Linked DNA regions of Sus scrofa: region 2 is linked to region 1. A link is a contact called in public Hi-C data. All regions are on one chromosome and are shown on one strand. The core of a region is the stretch at or near the end of the contact, and the rest is flanking DNA. Distances in the headings are between cores, read along the strand shown. Region 1 has its middle 60 kb from the start of ZDHHC7. Region 2 holds the start of CRISPLD2 (cysteine-rich secretory protein LCCL domain-containing 2).

The links. A called contact is a pair of places that touch in the nucleus more often than the background predicts.
Region 2: a contact with region 1 is called in a Hi-C map of subcutaneous adipose tissue, with 1.7 times the contacts expected there. The contact joins the promoter of CRISPLD2 here to the enhancer-like site in region 1. A contact is called at or near these places in 1 of 5 promoter capture datasets (fetal liver), 9 of 47 Hi-C or Micro-C datasets (blood, embryonic fibroblasts, heart right ventricle and 6 more) and 1 of 2 datasets of contacts at active chromatin or transcription factors (skeletal muscle).

The regions. Positions count from the first base shown.
Region 1 is chr6:3,843,875-3,848,248 of Sscrofa11.1, reverse strand. No RefSeq gene overlaps it. Among named protein-coding and RNA genes, the nearest start is that of ZDHHC7, 60 kb to the right of the region's middle. Within about 2 kb of position 2,633, at least 13 of the 83 cell types and tissues checked have an H3K27ac peak or open chromatin away from gene starts, as enhancers often do. A contact at or near this core is called in mesenteric adipose tissue, omental adipose tissue and subcutaneous adipose tissue, where this site is marked.
Region 2 is chr6:3,941,707-3,946,006 of Sscrofa11.1, reverse strand. CRISPLD2 (cysteine-rich secretory protein LCCL domain-containing 2) reads left to right here and starts at 1,415. Exons shown (of 15, transcript XM_021093723.1): 1 at 1,415-1,570.

The DNA.
Region 1 (4,374 bases), core at 1,384-3,883:
CTGGGCAGCAGCCCGAACCGAGGGACAGCCGTCAAAATTACTGGCCCCCAACGCTTCGAAAATGTCAACATCGCGGAAGACAAAAAAGAAGAAAAAGGCCAAGGAGCTCTTCCGGATGCAAGCTGCCTCCAGGGCCATGACCACCAGATGGGGCGTGGGGTCCTGGGCCAGACGTTAGGTCAGGGGAGGGAAGAACGGCCACAAAGGCTGGCATCGCGGCGGCTGGCGGAATCTGACTGCAGCCAGATCAGACTTTGAACTAGAACCAGAAGGGATGAGAAACGAGGCCTGTATCCGTGTGCGCTTCCCAAGTTTGACCTTCGCACTGCGGTTATGGAAGGGGTGGTCCTTGTTCTCCGAAACCGCAGACTGAAACGCGTTTGCATCGCTTTGGTGCGGTGAGAGGGATGCGCAGAATCCGCCTGTCTTTAATGTCTACGAGCAGAGCAGCTTGGAGATCAGTTTACACCGGCGAACCGTCACGGCCGTCCCATGTACCCGTCGCCTCCAGGACTTCCTCCTGCCTCCTCCCCCCCCGTCCCTCCCTCCCTTCCTTCTGCGATAGGAACAGCTAACATAGGGCTTCCCATCATGGCGCAGTGGAAATGAATCCAACTAGCATCCATGAGGATGCAGGTTCGATCCCTGGCCTCGCCCAGTGGGTTAAGGATCCGCTGTTGCCATGAGCCGTGGTGTAGGTCGCAGACGTGGCTCAGATCCTGTGTTGCTGTGGCTGTGGTGTAAGCTGGCAGCTGCAGCTCCAATTCAACCCCGAGCCTGGGAACCTCCATAGGCCTTTGGGTGTAGCCCTAAAAAGCCAAAAAAATAAAAATATAAATAAAAGAACAGCCAACATAAGCTCCATCCTCTTAGCAGCCGCTTACGTACGCGATACTGGTGTTCACTGAGGGCTCTAAGCTGCTCAGCAGATTTCTAGGCCTTACTCATCTCGTCAAACCGGGGCTGCAGCTTTGCTCTCTGGTTTGATGAGTGTGTTTTGAATTCGTCGCATGAGTGGTATCATGGAGTGTTTGTTCTCTGGGTCTGGCTTATTTCACTTAGGATTATGGTGTCCGGGTTCCTCCTTTGCTATCGTGAGCGGCAGGATTTCCTTCTTAAGGCTGGATGATAGTCCGCGTATATCATACCTCATATTTCTGTTATCCGTTCGTCCTTCCCTGGACGTGAAGGTTGTTTTCATCGCACCACAGTGTTTATGGGCAAAAGTGTCTGATGGCGGTGCCTCGCCCACAGCTCGGAGAACGCATGTATTACACATGTTCACACACAGAGACAGAGAGCGAATGATGAAGCAGGGCCTCTTCTAAACCGCCGGCGCCTCTGCACAAAGATGCAGGACTTCCCTGTACTATCTTTGCAACTTTTCAGTGAGTTTGAAATTATATCCAAATCAACAGTTACCAGTTCAGGAGTTCCCGTCGTGGCTCGGCGGAGAGCAAACCCGACTAGCATCCTTGAGGATGCAGGTTCGATCCCTGGCCTCACTCAGGGGGTTAAGGATCTGGCGTTGCTGTGAGCTGTGGTGTAGGCCGAAGACTACAGTGCCGCGCAGACCCCGAGCCGGAGAACATCCAAATGCCGCAGATGCAGCCCTCAAAAGATGAAAAGACCAAAAAAAAAAAAAAAAAAAAAAACCAAAAAACCAAAAAGTTACCAGTTAAAAAAAAAAAAAAAAACCACCATTCCGTGGTGGCCAAAGCCAAGAAGACTTTGGTCCAGTGAGCCCACGAGCTGCCGGTGCTCACTGACCGGGCTGGACCACGGCCTCCCTGGGGGCGGACCCTGTGTCAGTTTCCCACCCAAACCCCCAGTGGGGAGCACAGCGCCCCACCTCCTTTGGACACCCAGGTCACCACGGGTCAGAGAGAGGGAACCTGAAGCAAGGAGGGCAACAAGGAGGCTCCTCTGACCGTCCAGAGGCGGGACTGGAGCCACGCTATTTGCAAACACACTAGGCACGCTGCTACCCCAGGGTCTTTGCACCTGCTGCACCCGCTGCCCAGACCATCCTTCCCAGTGGTCTTACTTCTCAGGGGGACTTCCCTCCTCTGCTGACCTTGGCAAAGACTCTTCCAGCCTCCCCCTCCACCCCACCCCCGCCGCCCCCAGGCGAAGTTTCCCTGCCTGCCTCATTTGTTCCTCCTATCACTTTTTTATAGTGTATTTTTACTTATTCATTTTATTATCGATCTCTCCCATGCAAGCAGGATAGTTTTCTTTTTATTCATTGCTGAATCCCAGTGCCTATCTTGGACGTCGTAGGTGTGTGATAAATATGGTGAAAAAGAGAAAAAAAAAAAAAACAGGAGAAGGCGGGGGAGGGGAGGAGAATGAGCCGCAAGACAGAAGGAAAGAGGAAGGCGAGCCAGCGCGGCAGAGGGAGGGGGAGAAGAAGGAGCCCCACTTCTCTCCTCCTCCTAGGCCAAAGCTTCTCCCGCCCCCTCTGGGGGGTTCCTCAAGAACCCCTGAGTTCCTAATGCCACATAGGACTCAGTTGCCCCGGTGGGACAGTTGGTGCGCAGCCGGGGCTGTTGACCAGGGCAAGCCTTCGCCTCTCTCCAGGGTCTGAGTCTTCTTCCCAAAGCGGATGGACGTTTCCACTTAAAAAGACATTGTCCAGGCTGAAAGAGCCCATCGCACGCTTCCTGACTTTTGCTTGCTCAGCTGTGGCCTGGGCTGTGCTCTCCTCCCCCTGAGCCTTTTAAATGACCCCCTGCTCTGGCCTATTTTTAGCTCCTTTGGCTCACCTGCCATCTATAAGCCGTTTCCTGCCCACCGCCAGTGCCCACCTCTTATCTACAAGAAGCAGAGCAATGAGGCTGGGCTGCAGGGCAGATCCTGGGTGGGACTGGCAGGGCTGGGCACAGCGGAGGGGCTTGGCCAGAGGCTGGCACTTCATCTCAATTGTACCTTAATATCACCCCACCTTGGTCAGAAAGCTGTGTGGCGGGGAGTGCTCTAGTGGCCTAGTGGATAAGGATCTGGTGGTGTCACTGCTGTGGCGCGGGTTTGAACCCTGGCCTGGGAACTCCGGCAGGCCAAGGGCGTAGCCAAAAAAAAGCAAGAAAGACATGCTATAATGCTGTGGACACCCCCACACCAACCACAAAGAAGCTGTGCCCTGGCAGCCTCGGGCGCCCTCATGAAGGCTAATTAGTATTGATCATTATGCATTGATGGTACCTAGTTGGGCTGAGGCGAGGCGCTCAAGGCTCACAGCAGGCCTGGCTTCTGGGCCCTCGTGCATTTATAACAGGGGGGTGCGGTGGGGGGTGTCCTGCGATTCCTGGGGCTCTCTCAGACATGAACAGAGGCGCCCAGCTAATCCCCTCTCCCTTCTCCTCCCGAATTCAGGACAAACTCAAGATGTTTTTCCTCCGTGTGCATCACGCATGAGTCACCCACGCTGCGGATAACGCGGATCAGACTGGGCCTGAAATCCCAGCCCCCCGCTGCCCCCACGCCCAGGCCTGCTGTCCTGGGAGCACGTCCCTCTGGCCTGCCCGCAATGCCTCACCTCAGGGGTGCCAGGTGGGGGCTCTGACCCATGACACTGTGTGTTTGGGGGTCTCCCCCAGCACCTGGCATGGGGAGCACAGAGCTGATCTCGTACAATTTAAGGGTTTACTCTTTTGCTGACTGTGTGCCAGGCACTGTTCTAGTGCGTGCATGTGTCTGTGGGTTTCTGAGTGTGTCGGGGTGTGTCTGTGTCAGGAGTAGGTGATGGGGTCACACAGGTGATAAGTGACAGCGCTGCCCCGGGGGGTGGGGGGCAGGGGAGTTCTTATTGTCACTGGCACTGGGCCACCCCAGCTGAAGGAGCAGCCACCGCCTCGGCTGAACCTCAGGGTTGCATTGGCAATTAAAGTCTTTCACCCTGGGAGTGACACGTCCCCGCCACCAGGGGCTGGAAAGTGCAACTGCAGTCCCGCCAGGTGCCCAGAAGAGAGGTCCAGAGATGCCCGGTGACCATCACTAACGTCTGCCATCATGGCACTGTGGGCATTGTGTGGCCCTGGGGGTCAGCCGTAGACAAGGGAGACTCTGACGCTGATGGTGCAGCTCGGGACCCAGGCTGTGGATGAGCCGTGGCAGAATTAACCATTTCATTGCATCCTTGGCCAAGGCTGCCAATAATGCAGGGCTCCAGGGCGCCACCCAGGGCCTCGTGACCTCCTGGGGATGAGCTGATGCTTGAGGACAGCTGGCCTCTGACCAGGGGGCAGGGCGATGGCAAAAGCCCCGTGGAGGCAGGCGGTGTCCTCTCCAGGAGCTGCGGGAGCAGAGAGCACGGAGAGCGAGATGAAGCCAGAAAGGTCAGCAGCCAGATCCTGCTCGGCCTTGTCAGCGGGT
Region 2 (4,300 bases), core at 166-2,665, 99 kb before region 1:
AAATAAAATGTTTTTTTTAAATAACTATTTTTTATCTGTATTTGAGCTATACAATAAGAGCGTAGATTTTTTTTTTTTTTAATTACAGATTTTTTTTTTTTTGACCATGGCAGGCAGAAGTTCCCAGGCCAGGGATCAGACTCGAGCCATGGCAGTACAACACCTGCTCTTTAACTGCTAGGCCACCAGAGAACTCCAGTTTTTCTGAATCCATGTCACACATGCCTGGCCAGTCCCCGGGGTTCTTTCCTCATCTTTGTCCCCTCTGCTCTCCATCGTTGTCCCATGCACCCCAGTCTTGTGCTCTGACTCCGTCTGGGTGCCTCTGAGATCCCAGAGGGGGCTCACCTGTGCCTGCTCATGGCTGGTCATTCAGGGGCTGGTGCAGACTGGATGGGGCTGTGTGTAGGGAGGTGATGAGTGAGCTGATTCTAGCGTCTTCAGCAGGAATAAGCAATGCAGTGAGAACAGGCTCCCTCCTGCCCTGGAGTACCAGTACCACCCGCACACAGTAGGTCCACAGTGTGTGACCGAGTGGGGCCCACGGGGGAGCTCTTTAGCTCCTGGAGACTTGGTTTCTTCACCTGCCAACAAGGGCTTTGCATCTCTCAAAGGTGATTTCTCCTGGCTCTAAGTTGATTTAAGGGTTTATGGATGCTACATGCCTGTGGGCAAAATGAAAGAAGAGCAGGGTTTGAACCCGCGCTGCCGGCTCACTGATAGCTGTGGGACTTGGAGCACTCTCTTCTCCAAGCCTCCCAGTCTGTGAAATGGGATCATTTCCACCTCACTGTCTGTATTGCTGTGAGCCTATACTAGGATTATGACGGTAAAGCCTGGACCTCTTTTTCCTTTCTGAGGGAATAGTGAGTATGTGGCAAGAGTGAAGTTTTCTATCCACGTGTAGAGGATGGGAATAAATTTAGCAAGTGTGTATTCTGCACCATAGTTGATGGAGCCCACGCCCTTCCCGATTTCATTTGCTATAATCCCCGGGAAGTCGTTGCCTTATTCCCATTTTCCAGTTGAGGCGTAGAGAAATGGAATTTGGTAAATTTGCAAACTCCTGGTGGAAAGCGCTTGGCACCGCGCTGGGTACATCATAAGCTCTCAGTGAAAACAATACTTTTATGGTCACAAAGAGGAAACTGAGCGCGTCCTCTTCTCCAGCCGAATTCTTAGGACGAGGGTGGTCCTGCCCTCCCTGTCTTGCCCCCAGACTCCAGGCGCGGGTGGCTCCCGGAGCCGGGGGAGCCGGGGAGGGGCGGGGCCCGTGGGGGTTGGGGCAGCGCGGGGAGGGGCGGAGCCGGAGGAGGGCAGGGGCGGGGCTACGACAGCCTGGCCCAATCTGCTGCTGGCCACTGGAGGGGCGTGGCCTCCGGGCTCCGGGCAGCCTACAAGAAGAGGCGCATAGGGTGCCAGGACCCACTGCATCCCTCGGCAGCCCGGGTGTCCTCTCTGTCCGCTGTGTCTGCGCCGCCCCTGCCGCTGCCGCTGCCCCCCACTCCACGCGGGAGACGCCAACTCCACTCGGGATTCTCCGCGAGGTGGTGGTTGGAGCCCTGCAAAGGTAAGTGTGACTTTCTTCTCTGCAAGTTGCGATCTGCTCCCACAGTCTCTGAGGAGCCTGAGTGACCAGAGCAGATGCTCTTAGGGTTTACTGTGTGTGGACACTAAGCTGAGCGCGCCGCCTGCATCTCTTCTGATGCCCTCTCACAGATTGAGAAACTGATGCTCAGCGACAAGTCGCCTCACATGTAGGAAGCGAGGGAGCCAGAATTCCAAGCTGGTCTGACTACAGATTTATGCTCCCGGAGGCTCTGTAGTCTTGCCTTCCCTGTCCAGTTCGCTAGCATCTGTCGCATTACTGTGTACACTGTGGGCGTCAATAAATGCAAAGCTGGTGGTGTGCATATGACAGGAGTTTGAAGAAGTTCCACCCACGAGCAGAGGACTGGGGGCACCTAAGGACTGCTGTATCCTGCGGGGTAATTTACAGGGCCACGCCCCTTTATAATTGTGTTTGCCCCAAACCTGCAAGGTAGTCTTCCTCTCCCTGCATTTCAGATGGAGACACTGAGGGTCAGAGAGGTGAATTGAGTTGTCCAGGCAGATTGGAGGCTGGGACCCAATTCTCTCTGCCTCCAAAACTCCCCATGGATGTGTCACGGCACAGGGCATTTCAGAGTTCCTGCAGGAGTTTCTGGGTCTTCAGCCAGAGTGGGTATTTGAACAGACTTCTTCTTGTGGGGGGATAGCTGGGAGCTGAAGGTTCAGCACTGGGGTCTAGGAGATCTGCTGCCCTGGGCAGAAGAGCTGGGACCAGCCCCTGGTGCAGGGCGGACCCAGAGCCTCCCTTGAAAGGGCTGGGCTGTGGACAAGCCAGGAAGGGCTTAGCTGGTGCCTGCTCCTCGAAGTCTGATTTGAATTGCCTGTCTCTTGGCCAGAAGGTGCAATGCTGCTCTGGGCAAGAAAAGCAGCTGGGAGTCTGGCAAATACCCAGCTCATATTCCAACCAAGAGTGGGCTTGTGAGTTTCTACCTTGAGCCTTTGGGCTCCTGCCGTGGCAGAACAGGGGGCGCCTGCCTTCCCCAGCCAGGTCAGGGCATCCAGGGCCTGGAGCCTGATGAGTGAGAGACCAGGATGTGAAGGACGAGGTGAAGGCCATGGCTCCATCCCCAAAGAGACCAAGAAGAGGACCCCCAGAGCTCTTTGGGGTTCATGCCCCCGTTTTTCTGTTTCTGCCCCGATCCGGCTGTTCCCTTGTGGGGAAAGGAGCAGGTGTGGGAGCTGTGTTTCTGGCGTGCTAGCTAAGAGGCCCCGTGCCACCACCTTTACCTGCATCACACCTGGGCTGTAGGCCCCTTGATCTTCATTTCACAGATGAGGGAACTGAGGCTCAAAGAGGTCAAGTGCTTGCCCAAGGTCCCCTAGCTGGCAGGTGATGTTGTCACCCCAGAGCTGTCTGTTAGCCCTTAACCTACATACTTAGTGTCTGGGTCCTGTCTCCTTCTCTACCCACCTGCCAATTTCACCAGGGAACCTGACCTCCAACAAGGAATTGTCTGGTTTGGGAGAGGCTCCTGGTAACACAGCAGTCAGCAGAGCTGACAATACATCCCGGGGCAGAAGAAAAAGAGTGATTTTGATTTTTACAGTCTCTTAAAAAGTAAGAGAGGAAGAATAATGCTAGCATTTATAATCCTACCAGCAGCTGACACTTATCTGGCACTTCCTGTGGGCCAGCCATGCCCGGGATTTTACACGGATGACCTATCCCGCTGGCTTCTTTGTGAGCTGGGCACTGGACTGTCCTTCTTTTTACAAGGAGACATTGAGACTCAGAGTGGTTAAGGCATGTACCCTGCATGACACAACCAGAGTGGGGAGAGCCGGCATCCTGGCCGAGCCCCACCCAGATTCTGGAGGAAGATGCTGGTCCAATGGCCACACGACTGTCAGCCCAGAGCTCGCTGCTAAGCAAGGCTTCTGCCCTGTGGGGTCTGAATCCCTGGCTCTGGTCTGGGGTGAGCCTGGAGCGGGGGCGGATACACGGATGCCGGGACCCCAGACCAATGCCAGCTCCCACAGTCGCGCCTCTGGATTGGAAAGGAGAGCTGGCTCAGTGGGAGAGGGGCCGGAGCCTGGGCAGAAGAGCATGAGGCCTCTGAAAGCCCCCACACTTCACCCTCTGTCAGATGTCCCGCCTGTGGGGTGTCTGGGTTTTTGGTAGGTTGCATTTGAAAACGGACTTTTAAAGGCAGGACCCCCAAAGGCTGACCTCGTTGGCCTTGTGGAAGCTGGAACTTTTCTTTCCTCTGTCACCAGAGTAATTCACTGTGTACGGGAGGTGCCTCTGTGTCTGCTTACTCCCGACCTAGGAGGGTTTTTCCCCCCTTTTTTGCAGACTCACTGGTTTTTGATCAGTCCCAGATGTGCAACCCAGCATCACTCACAGGGGCTGATGGCTTGTCAAGGAAGGGAAATATGACGCAGGCGTCATTTCACTCCATCTTCAAGTCACTGAGCTGAGGTCTTCCCGGGATGGGGCATCTGGAGCCCCTCGTAAAGTCCCAAACAGAGGCGCTCCGTTCTGGAACAGGGAGACCAGGCAGAGCCGGCGGTGGTGGGACGGGCCAGCCGGGCCCTTTTTTATTTATTTTTTCCCTCTTGTGGTCAAGGACACATAAACACGAGGTTTATCATTTTAAAGTGCACGGTTCAGCGGCATCAGTACATGGGCAGTGTTGTGCAATTGTTGCCCCCGTCTAGTTCCAGAACATTTTCTTCAGCCCCCAAG